Linked DNA regions of Mustela erminea: region 1 is linked to region 2. The links are chromatin contacts, called in public Hi-C maps. All regions are on one chromosome and are shown on one strand. The core of a region is the stretch at or near the end of the contact, and the rest is flanking DNA. Distances in the headings are between cores, read along the strand shown. Region 1 holds the start of MTMR14 (myotubularin-related protein 14). Region 2 holds the start of SETD5 (histone-lysine N-methyltransferase SETD5).

Evidence for each region. Hi-C and Micro-C count contacts between places; a contact is called where the count stands out from the background.
Region 1: a Hi-C map of spleen shows a contact between it and region 2, with 5 times the contacts expected there. The contact joins the promoter of MTMR14 here to the promoter of SETD5 in region 2. A contact is called at or near these places in 2 of 3 Hi-C or Micro-C datasets (skeletal muscle and spleen).

Annotation. Positions count from the first base shown.
Region 1 is chr1:51,678,775-51,684,973 of mMusErm1.Pri, forward strand. It overlaps MTMR14 (myotubularin-related protein 14), which reads left to right and starts at 4,412. Exons shown (of 22, transcript XM_032326512.1): 1 at 4,412-4,723. The coding sequence starts at 4,557.
Region 2 is chr1:51,527,224-51,533,785 of mMusErm1.Pri, forward strand. It overlaps SETD5 (histone-lysine N-methyltransferase SETD5), which reads left to right and starts at 1,908. Exons shown (of 28, transcript XM_032326170.1): 1 at 1,908-2,268.

The DNA.
Region 1 (6,199 bases), core at 3,162-5,661, 150 kb after region 2:
GAGAGGAAGGGAAGCAGGCTCCCCGCCAAGCAGAGAGCCCGACGTGGGGCTCGATCCCAGGACCCTGGGATCATGACCTGAGCGGAAGGCAGAGGCTTCAACCCACTGAGCCACCCAGGCGGCCCGAGGTTTTTCTTTACCTTTTAAATAAATCTACCTGGGAAGCAAAGATTTTGTGTCTTACCAAAATAATTTACTGTGTTTCATGTCATCTCTATCAGGTCTTTGATTACTAAAGAAAACCTAGTTTTCTCAATATTAAAAGAGCTAAGGGTGTTTTTTTTTAAATATATAAACAACTATGTAACTTTCTGTATTTGCCTTCAAAGTCTTTAATCGCCACATTGATTAAATGGATTTTTCTCAAAATAAAGCTTTACTTGGAGTACCTGGGTAGGTCAGTCGGTTGAGCATTCGACTCTTGATTTTGGCTCAGATCATGATCTCCTAGGTCCTGAGATGGAGTCCCCTGTGGGGCCCCACGTTCAGTGGAAGTCTTCCTGAAGATTCTCTCCCTCTGCCCCTCCCCCTCTCCCACTTGCATGCTAGCATATGCTCACTCTCTCTCAAGTCAATAAATAAATAAATATTTTTTAAAAAATAAAGTTTTACTTATTTAAGTAATCTCTACAACAAAAGTGGGCTCAAACTCATGACCCAGAGATCAAGAGTCACATGCTCCTCTGACTGCGTCAGCCAAGCACCCCTAAAAGGATATTTTTTACAAACTTCCCCCAAATCAAATTCTAAAGGAAGTTTTTTTTTTAACCTTGAACTACCTTTGAGAATTTCAGAGTTCCCTAGAACATCTCAAAAGATTTGTTCACTCTTCCTATAACAAGGGAAAATGTTAAACTAGGTTTGATTTATTAAATTACGAAGGAAGAATGCCAAATAGGAAGTGATGTTTAATCTGCTTAGTTTATATTTGTATGGGTATGTTACTAACGTAAGTGTTTTGGAGCTTGTATAAAGTTCCTAAAAATCTGATAAGCCCTGGCTTAAAGTTACCAATTGAAATTTCAGGTGTAGGTGCACCTGGGTGGCTCAGTCCATTAAGCATCTGCCTTCAGCTCAGGTCATGATCGCAGAATACTGGGATGTATCCCCATCCCCAGTATCAGGCTCCTGGCTCAACAGGGAGTCCGCTTCTTCCTCTCTCTCTGCCCCTCCTCCCTGCTTAAACAACTGAGCCACCCACTCACCTGGGAGCTGTTTTTAAAGGGGGAAGGTAAGGAAGTGTGGCAGCATATGAAATTTTCCCTTTTTTGGTAACTGTGTGTGGTTTTAAGCAGCCCACTGGTTAGTTAGGGCACATGGATATTTTGAGGTGTGTTCTCTGATGGGCCTGTCTGTATTCTGTCGGGGGGTCCCTGTGGTCCCTTTCTATATTCCATTGCTGAAGCTTATTTGCCTAAAAGTGGCCTCTACATTTTATGATTCTTTTCTCCATCTTTTCCCTTCCTCTGACCTGTAAAGGTAATGCCATTGTGCACATATCTCAGGCCATTACAAAGGAGGGTGAATCAGTTGCCGGGTTTGCTATGCTGCTGGTAGTCCTACAGTTCTTTCTGTTGTGACCCATTTCTTTTTTCTTTTTTTTTTTTTTTTAAAGATTTTATTTATTAATTTGACAGAGAGAAATCACAAGTAGACAGAGAGGCAGCCAGAGAGAGAGAGAGAGAGGGAAGCAGGCTCTCTGCTGAGCAGAGAGCCCGATGCGGGACTCGATCCCAGGACTCTGAGATCATGACCTGAGCCGAAGGCAGCGGCTTAACCCACTGAGCCACCCAGGCGCCCCTTGTGACCCATTTCTTTCTGATGTCCAGTGCCTCAGTTTCTCTGGAACAAGCTTGCTGGATAAACACTTCCTGGGAAGTGGAGACATAGTTACAAAAAATACAACAAAATACATAAACAAGTCAACTGGCTTAAAGAAGTATTCTCAGTATTCTAGTTGGTTTGGATCATGGATATTGTTTTGGGGGTGTTTAAAAGATTTTATTTATTTATTTGACAGAGAGAGAGAGAGATTGCAAATAGGTAGAGCAGCAGGCAGAGAGAAGGTGGGGGAAGCAGACTCCCCGCTGGGCAGAGCCACTTCCCGCTGGGTTGAGCCACCAAGGCGCCCCTGATTTTTTTTTCTTTTTAAATTCAAGAGGGGGATCAAAAGGGGGAATAGGTGGGGCACCTGGGTGGCTCAGTGGGTTAAACCTCTGCCTTCAGCTCGGGTCGTGGTCTCAGGGTGCTGGGATGGAGCCCTGCGTCAGGCTCTCTGCTCGGCCGGGAGCCTGCGTCCCTCCCTCTCTCTGCCTGCCTCTCTGCCTACTTGTGATCTCTCCCCTGTGTCAAATAAATAAATAAAATCTTAAAAAAAAAAGGTGGGGGAACAGGTGAATAAATTTTTAGCCCCAAGATAGAGCCATTCCTGACTACCAGGTTAACAAACTGAAACACAGATAATTTGTAAATGCTCTGCCTGAGCATTTACACAGAAGCTTTAGTCAGCCAATCCCCAAACACCAACCCTGAAAGAGGACTTCAACTCTCTCCATTGTGACCTCAAACTTTCAAATTGATTAAGTTCTTCTTTCCTTTTTTTTAAAAAGATTTTATTTATTCCTTTGACAGACAGAGATCATAAGTAGGCAGAGACGCAGGCAGAGAGAGAGGAGAAACCAGGACCCTGGGTTCATGACCCGAGCCCAAGGCAGAGACTTTAACCCACTGAGCCACCTAGGTGCCCCTAAGTTCTTTCTAGCTTATTTCTTAACTTTCAAGCAAAAGATCTTCAGGACAAAGTATCAGATGGTGGGAACTGAAACTATCTCCTCAAGCCATGATGACTGCCCTAGCCAGCCAGACCCCACCCATGACAATGATTGACCACACCTTTACTGTCTTAGGTACCCACTGACCTTTGTCCTACATTTCCTTTATATAAACCTGGAAGTATTTTTTTTGGCATTTTGGAGAGTCTTTGAGATGTTAGTCGGCGGTCTTCCCTGTGTTGGCCTCGCTGAAACCAATTCCTCTCCAGTTTCGCTACCACTGTTCCTCTGCCTTTGGATTTTGTCAGCAGGGAGTGGCTGATCCTAGTCCGGGACCCCCAGAGTCCCGCGCTCTTGCATCCCTATGCCCTGGCTACAAGCCAACTCCAGGCTCTATACTTATTTCCCTGTTCCTTATTCATTTTCGATTTTCCTCTCTTCCTATAAAAGCGTCCTGTCTCCCGCCCCATTTTGCAGTTCTTTCAAACTTTGGACCAGAGACTGCCTGCTTCAGGAGGTATTAAGTAGAGTTTGTTTTTTTTATCACCTGTTAAAAAGAAACAACAGGCCCCAAATGGGGTCACTTTCGCTAGGCACCTTCAAGACTTAAAACCTAAAGTAGCTGCAGTTTCAGCCTCTCCCAGGAGTGTAATTTTAAACCAATTATTTAGGAATTTCCTGATTAGCACTAGTGAGGTAATCTGCACTTCAATAAAAATCCCTGTTTCCCCTATGGAAAGGTAAACTAATGAATGATCCAGTCTTCTAAACTTGTCTCACCTTCCCACCATAAAATCCTTCCATTTTGTACAGTTTTCCAGAGCTCCTTTATATTTGCTACCTGGGATGCTGCTGGGTTCATGAACAATTGATTAAAGTCAAATCTACTTGAATTTTCCTTAACATACACAAACTGACTTAAAAAAAAAATCTTAACCCTACTAATCTTTTAGAGATAAATACTGAAATATTCACAGATGAAATAATGAGATTTGCTTTAAAATTATTCTATTGGCTGAGGTAAAGACTGATGAAGATAGATTGGCATATGTTGAAATTTACTAACGGATGCATGAGGGGATCATTATACTATTCTCTCCACTTTTGTGAATTTTTGAAATGTTCCAATAACAAAAAAGAAAAATATGGTGCTTTTTAATCATAGAATTTCTACAGAAATTCTCCCATTTCCTTCTTTGATAACACAGGTTTACTATAAGAGTACTATAATCATAGGGATGTTGTAAGGAGCAGTGTAAAAAAAAAAAGTGCCTTATGAAATGCTGTTTTATTTTTACTTACTATTATTACTATGATTGCCGACACTAATTAGTTGCCTCCAAGCGTTCCCTTCTTCTCTCCCCGTAATGGTTTATTCCACTCTTCCTCCGGTTATTTCCCATAGTTTCTTCCTCCTAGTTCCTGCACTAACACCCCTCCCGCAGCCCCAATGGTTTAGCCCGGCTTCCCCAGGGGAAACCCCGAGGGGCGGGGCAAGAGTTCTCTGCTAGTGGCCCCAGCTCCCTCTCCCCGGACCATTTGGATCGCTCCACATTTGGGGGTGGGCCGGTAATCACGGGGCAGGGCGCGAGTCCCGTGCTCCGATTGGTCAGGGCTGAAGTAAACATCCGGTAGGGTGGGGCGGGGCCGGAAGTGGAAAGGGAAGGCGGTGGCTGAGGCTGTTCCGGAGGTTCCGGACTCGGAGTCGGTACTCCAGGTGCCATGGGCAGGGGTGGAGCGCGCTGAGGGAGACTTCGGGTGCTGAAGGGGACGTGGGGTTGGGCCATGGCGGGTGCTAGGGCCGCCGCCGCCTCGTCGGCGGGGCCGTCGGCTTCTTCGGGCAACCCGCCGCCGCAGGAGCCGGGGCTCGGGGAGCTGCTAGAGGAGTTCTCCCGGACTCAGTACCGGGCCAAGGACTGCAGCGGGACGGGCGGCTCTAAGGTGAGTTTGGAGTTGAAATGAGCACAAAGATAACTCCTTGGCTTGAAAAGTTACGGAAGAAAGGCGGAGATCAGGGGTCAGAGAAAGGAGAGAGGGAAGTTTCCAGGGTCTGGTCCCAAAGAGTAAGGGTCGGGTTCAAGAACCGAAAAAGGAAGAACTAAGGTCCGAATGAGCCAAGAAAGGACGTCTTTTGGTTTGAGACAAGGCGTTTGGAGGTCAAGGATCAGAGCTGAGAGTCCATGTTCAGACAGTAGAGAGGGGAAGCTGAGAAGTGTTATTCCCGTGCATCAGGTTGTGGGTACAAAACCCCCCAGGTTGAGATGATTTTAAAAAAAAAAAAAGTCTAGATGATTGCTCTAGGTCAGAAGTCAGAATGGAACCAAGACATGGACTGAATGTGTTGCTTCCTTCCACAGTGTGAGTGTGACTTTAGACTAGGCCCATCTCTTTTCTTCCCCTACAGATCAGGAAAAGAGCCCACATCTCCCTCTATTCCTTTATCAAAGCAGGTCTTAGTTCCGTCAGTCTCCTTATTGCTACACCTGGAAGGCAATCCAGCCTGGTAAGGCCATTCCCTAGGCACTGTTTGGCAGTCAAATGGGAATCTTGCGGATCCTCCTATTTCTTATTCCCATGTGCTTTTGGCAGGTTAGCATCAGGCTTTCCAGTGGGATTCTTTTCCGTTCTGGGCCATGAACTCTGGTGTGGCTCCAGGGGATACTTGCTGGAACATAACTGCAGTTGGCATCCTGCTACTCTCTGGAGTAACCTAGGGAAGACTTCAGTAATGATGGGATTTCCCCACTCTCCAAACAGCCAAGTGATTTTCAGATCTTAGCCTGAGGACCACTGTTTCAGCATTGTCTGGGATGCTTGTTAAAAATAAAGGTTCCTTGATCCCATCCAGTTCTACTGAGTCAGAATTTCTGAGGTTGGGAACCTGAAATTTGTATTTTTTAATAGGCTTCTTAATGACATTCATGCATCTTAAAATTTGAGAATTCCTAGTTTAAGCCACTATGAGTTTTTTCCTCTCCATTGGTCTTTTGAGTGGCTGTGAAGGGTTTGCTGATCCCCTCTTCCATCTTACACCCCTGAAGATTAGGGTTGTCTTAAGTTATAGCTGACTTTCACTGTAGCCAGCTTTAAAGCCTCTCCAGGCTTCCTGATCTCTTGTAGATTTCTCAAGATATTACACGTCTTATGCCTTTTTTCTAGTGGAGCTTTCCCTGAATTGTGAACCAAATACGAGCAATGTTAAGGGGAGTTCATCCTTTTATTTGATAAATAAATGGAGTGTGGGGAGACAGCCTTGTCTGCATCTTTTACTCATTACACTAACTAGAGTGTCTGGGTATTTGTGACTAGAGAATGGGGAGTAATCTGGAGCCAGGGGAAGATAATGGATTAACCTAGAGCAAGAATTCATAATATTTTATGGATTGTGGACTGCCTTGAAAATCTAATGAAACTTGTAGCCCTTTCCT
Region 2 (6,562 bases), core at 658-3,157:
ATAAATACATAACTGGGTAAGAGTGAGGCCTCTCCTCAAACTGGGTAGCCTTAATTGGCAGAAAAACTGATCTGTCTGGTTTCATGACTCACTGGGCTGCCAAAAACAGGAGAGGAGAAAGCCACTACTATGTCTGGGGATTGAAAGAGCAAGTACAACAAAAGCAACATGCGCTCAAAGTAGGAGTGCGAGTTGCTAAGATCCCTAACCAAAGGGACGCTAGGAAAGGGCCTAGAATTTTAAGATTAATATTTAATTTCAAATGCTATACTTGGTTGGTGTCAGCAAGATTCTCAAATGGGGTGAGTAAAAAAACCTCCAATCACTCTGCCTTTAACCTCCCCTTTACCTACAGGAAAAATACTACAAGAAGGATCTTAAGTAGTAATAACACGCAGTCTAGCTGCTTAAAATCAGCCCAAGGTGAATGCTTGGACTCCTATTTCCTTCCTCTACCCCTATTATAATTACTTTGTGACACAAACTCAAGTCTGTGGGAAGAGAGAAATCTTACACCTGCTCAATCCCCTGCAGGACAACGCCCAGCCACCAGGTTAAGCCTGGGCAAAAAAGTCCCGCCCACAATCGAGAAGGAGCAACTCGACTTGGAGGCGATGACGAGATCGCGGGGGAGGGAGGGATTCTTCTAGGCCCAGGGCGGTCCTTAGGAGACAGGAGGCAGCAGAGAACTCCCATAAAGGTATTGCGGCACTCCCCTCCCCCTACCGAGAAGGGTGCGGCCTTCTCTCCGCCTCCTCCACTGCAGATCCCTCAGGATTGCAGCTCGCGCCGACTTTTGGAGAACATGCACCTCCCTCCCACAAACCAGCAAGACCGACCCCCGCTCTTTCCCCCACCCCCGCGACTCCGAGAGCAGATCCGGATCGTCTCGTCCTTCAAGCGGCGGACGCCCGGGGCGGAGCCGCGGTCGCCACCACCCAGAAGCCTCGGCCCAGCAGCCCGCCTCCGCCTTCAGCGCGCGCTTCCTGCCACGTTGCGCAGGGGCGCGGGGCCAGACACTGCGGCGCTGGGCCTCGGGAAGGACCGTACCAACGACCGCCTCCCCGCCACCCCTGCTGACCCGCTCAGTGGTTTCGCTCATTTGGGACCCGAGCCAATGGCATGGGGCCTTTCCCCGGGCTTCAGCAACCAATCAGATGCCGAAGCTGAGCAGGCGGCGGGTAAACCGACTCCCTCCAAGGAAGGGGCGGGTGGCAGGACGCCCGCTCGGAGGCACTTTCACTGACCCTCCACCCCCCGCGGGAGGTCGACCGCGCCCGCTCCTCCAACTCTCTCCCCACCCCATCTACCTACCCATCCCACCCAGGGAGCAATGCGAGCGTGCCCAGGCGACTGCGCACTCCCGAGGCTGTAACTGACAGGCGCTTTACTCCAACCAAAACACGCCATTTGTGTTTTCACACACGGCGGGAGGAGAAGCGGCCAATCAGTAACAAGAGGTGAGCCGGAAGCGCTCCTCCCTGCATGAGCAATGGCTCCGTCTGGATTCGAGCCTTTTCCGCTCTTCTCCCTCCCCCTCTGGTTGCCGCAGGGCGGGCCATACTCCTGTCTGCCTCTGACCACCTCCTTCCCTTCCAGCCTAACAAACGTTATACTCCCTACTGCCCGCGGGGGGAAGCGACCCCTCTCTCTCCGTCAGACCGCCTCAACCACCCATCTCCCTCCGATCCACCGGGCCCCCCTCCCACCAGAGTCCCGCTCCCCTACCTAGCCGAGGCTCTCTGAGGAGCCGGAGCCCCTGAGCACAGCCTCTTCTCTAGGCGGCCCCGGCGGCTTCCGCGGATTGGCGGCGAACTGGCCAATGGGTGCGGGGCGGTGGGCGGAGAAGCCAATGGCGCGGCGGGAGGGGGCGTGTCCCGGGTGCCCCTGGCGCCGGCGGTGGGAATCCCCGTGCGGTCAGTGGCGTTTCCGCTCGGGCAGCGGGCTGAGTGAGCTGCCGCCGCCGCCGCCGCCGCCGCCGGGGGAGGGGCGGCCGCCGCCCGCCTGCGCTGAGAGACTCACGCAGCCCCAGTCCCGCCAGTCCGCCAACACTGTAGTGCCGGCCCCCCCCTTCCTTCCCTGGCCCTTCCCCCTCCCCGCCTTTGGCTCGCTCCGCCTTTCTGCCCCCCACCCCCACTTCACGGGCACGGGCCATTCCCGGCCAGGAAACGCCGTGGCGCCGCGTTGGGCCTAACTCGAGTCCTGCTGCCTCCCGGGAGTGCTGTGCGCCGCAGCCCGGGCCCAGGCCCCGGCAGCGCCTGGGACAAGGTAAGGGTCCGACAGAAAAGAGAGACCTATTCTCACGACTGGGCCCTGGGGGAGGAAGGGTCACCTCCTCCGTCTCCCCGCGCTCGCTCTTTGGGACGTGGGCCTGGCCCTCTCCAGGCTTTTTACAGGAGGATGCTGCCCCTTCTCATCCCGCTCGCTGCCCCCCACACACCATTGCACCCCTATTTCCCAGGGAGAGAGGCCCCCTTCGTAATCTAGTCGACCCTACTCCCCTTTTCATGTCTTTCCTGGGTCAGGACGCTTCCCCTCCCCCACGCCTCTTCACCCCTTTTCCTGGGAACTGCCTACTCCACGTTTACCTTTTACTTGAGGATAGGCCTCTCCCTGCCCTTCTCTAAAAACGCACAGGCATACTTTTTTTCCCCTCTCCCCTAGCCCCCACCCCAACCCCCTTTCGCGCGGCCTTGTGACAACTCTGATCTGGGGGAGGCCTCTATCCCCCCCTCCATAATGTTCCTGGACGCCTTCAGTATCGTTCTTGGGTCCCCATCTCAAATGATTGCTTCTTTTCCCACATTAAAGACGTTACCTTCGCCACCCCCACTTCACATTCTTGGGCATACAGTGGCGTATGCCCCCGTATCTGAGATAGCCTCATTGAATTTGTAGGGTTCGAGCCTGGAGTTGAGCCAGTTTGTGTCGTTTTTCCTGCCTTGGGCGTGGAGAGCGATCATTTGAGAACGTCCTTAAAAGCAGAAAAATTTACGCTTTATGAATTCCCTTTCCCTTTGCGTGGAAGCCAGGGATGTAAGGTGAATGGTGGTAAGAAAAAGCCCTGGTTTTTTAAGTAGGTGAATCGCACGAGAGGGAAAGTTGAACTGTTGGGAAAGCCCCTTCTATGCTAATTTATTCTATAGAGCGCCTTTGCTTGTCTGACTTAGAAGCAGTAACTGGTCTTTCCCTAGGATACTGATGCTGCAGCCAGCTCTGCTGGTTTGGGTCAGGGGTGCGTGTATGACCTGCATTTTCTGCTTTCTCATGTTACTTGTGCAATGTGTTCACCAGTAACTCATTTCTTACCCAGAGCTCAGGGTTCCATTGGGCTTTGTCTGTACTTTAGTACATTTCTCCAATTTTCTCCGTGGTCATAGTACTGAAGAGTCCTCAGGTTCTCTGGGAATTTCCTTTATAACTTGACTGAACAACTTGCTTTTAAATGACATATTTGTGATCAAGGTCATATTTACATTTTTTGTTGTTGAGCAGATGTTGCATAGCTATACTTTTGATTGGGGAGGATCCAGCTGAGTTGAGTGTTTAGAGATTTTCAGGAGAATGTTTGTGAATTGCGAGAAAATTTCTTGATGGTTAATTTTATGTCATTAATGGTTTTAGGTCACTCTGAGAGAAAAGTTGTAAGTGGTAATTTTAGATGTGTGAAATGTGGATATGAGCAAGGACTGAAACAAGAATATTCACATAATCAGAGGTTTCTGGGCCTCTTGGAGGACACAGGAAATTTTTTTTACTGGATTTCTTCCAGTTTTCTCAGGAGGATCATTAGTTTTCTAATGTTGCCCCAAATTCTGGCCCTTTATGGGATTAGAGTCTTCAAGGTTTACTCATACTGTCATGTTTAGAAAAATGGATTATGTCCTTTGATAAGACACAGGGCTCTGTCTCTAGCTGCAAATTTAAATTTGACTATAAAGAGAGTGTTTGGGAAATTGGCCTTTTAAAGATGAAAACTTAATCTTCACTTCTTCGTTGCTGGCTTAATTTAAAAATGGATATTTGGAATTTATTTGGTGAATTTTGATTTTTTTTGGTAAAAGGTTTTGGTTTAAAACTAAAAGGTTGACCTTAGGATTGTTTGGTTCTTAAGCATAATTCCAGCCTTTCTGGCATAGAGCACTGGTCCAGAAAAAAGAAAAAAAGAGTGTGTAAGGAGTGGGGGTGGGGTAAGGAGAAGGTTGTTTCTTTGGGTTGGATCACAGGGGTGAGTATACAAGGCAGCAGCAGCTGCTGGCTCTGGAGCTCTGGTTGCTACGTGAGAAGCTTGAGTAGTGCTGGCTGCTGTCTCCAGGGAAGGACAGCAGTGCAGCGTCCATTAATGCTGTTGGCTGCAGGGAGCTGCACTTAGGCGATGGCTGCTTCAGGACCAAGAAGAAACCTTGCTTTCCTGGGAATTTTGACTGCTGAGCTGGTTTTGCATTTTATTGGTGGGGAGATCAGAGTTAGCAATTCATAACCTTCTACCCATTTATGGATATTAGCATCTGGAAATGCATCATAGTTAAAGAATCTTCTTGTTTGGTTTTTGTTTTTGTTTTTGTTTTTGTTTTTTTGGCAGATTTTCACTTTTTGCCTGAGGATTTATGCTTGGATAGGTCTGAAAGTTCCATTAGAGTTTTAATTTTTCAATCCATTTAAAACCAAAGTAATAAGAATTTAAGGATCTTCCAGAGCACCAGAATGGGAAAACCCAGTTCTTTTTTCTGCAGCTGACATGTTTCCTCCATCACTTTAATTATTGAATTAATTTTGATATTTTGTTGTCTGTGTGCCTCCTTCCTTCTCTCAAGTTGTTAGGCCACATCTACCTTATGGAATAGATGTTTTGCTAACCATATTACTACATTTGGAATTGTAAACTCTAAAAAGAACGGCTCTTTTGGAATGATTTCTAAATATTAATCTCAGAAGTATATTCTTAATTTCTGTATTAGTATAGACTTCTCTCGACTAGATTATTCTTTTGGCATTTGACCTATAAAATTGATTTCACTATATATGTGTCAGATGTAGTCTTGTAAGATCACAAGGATGTATGTTTGTCCATGATCCATTTGAATAAAGGATGGGCCAGAAGGAATACTCAGAAATCGAGTAAGTCTGGAGTACAGGATACTTGAAAAGATAGCATCTGAACCCCTTATATGATCTCCCCTTCCCCCTCAGCTCTTGCACATTAGGCAGATCTTTGATTAGGCACAACAGTTTGAGTATGGAAATACTTGAAGGAAAACCACCACCCAAATATACCACCACTTACATAGTATCTAACAGATGTCAATGTGTTTTCGTCCCCCCACCCCTCCAAGACTCTTGTATCCTACTTTTTCCCCCCAGAATTTTGATATTTTCAGTTTTGTGTAAATGTACTTAAATCCCACAATCATCTATAATGTGTAATCTGACTCTGGCATTTGTGGCAGGGAACCAAAAAGAATAAAAATGAGTTTTGTCATTCACAAATGTGGCTTGCATTGTCTCTCGGTGATACAAACCAGACTAATGAAATAGAACCTTTAATGAATAATATTTTACGTGGGCTTCTTATTAGTATTACATAAAAGATGTCATATCAAATAAAGATGGTTTCACTCATAATGGCTGTTTAGCATAGCTTAGATATAAATGTAAATGTCTTTTAGTTTTTTTGTTGTTGTTGGTTTTTTTTTGTTTTTTTTTAAAGATTTTATTTATTTATTTGACAGAGAGAAATCACAAGTAGATGGAGAGGCAGGCAGAGAGAGAGAGAGAGGGAAGCAGGCTCCCTGCTGAGCAGAGAGCCCGATGCGGGACTCGATCCCAGGACCCTGAGATCATGACCTGAGCCGAAGGCAGCGGCTTAACCCACTGAGCCACCCAGGCGCCCAAATGTCTTTTAGTTTTAAATTACTACATAACATGAAAGTTACCTTATAAAATAATTGCTTTTTCACTTGTATTTTCTGTTGTTTGGAACCCTTTGTGATCTTGATGTAATCATTTTCTGAAAGATCATAGAGGCCCTTTTCATAGGATTTATTTAACAGTATGCTTGAAAATTTTTATATATTCTGATACTGTTTTGTGTCTAGGAACTTACATACTTTCTGAACTTATTCTGGCCTTTCTAGTGGAGGGTTGACATCTCATTTTTTGCTTTTGGATAGGAAAGTAATATATTGCAAAATGGAGATGTGCAGACAACCACTCTTACCTTATCCTCTTCGTGTTGAGATAACTTAATGAAAGATAAGGCCACAGTTAACAATCATTGGATACATCTTATTATTGAAAATTTGATTGTGATCTAGAATAAAATTTTCTTCTGATTTCTGGTTCAGCTCTGGTGATTTGTCAGCTCAATCTGAAACTAACAGGCTTAGAAGTGGTGAATTTTATTTATAAATAAACTTCCAGGTATTGAAAACTAAAACTTATTGATAGAGATATTTCTTTAAGACAGAACTTAACTTTGAACTCTGTAAAATATATAAGATAATGTATATTTAGTAATACAACTGGTAGTTATTTGAAATTTGATAAAAAACACCCTCTCAGG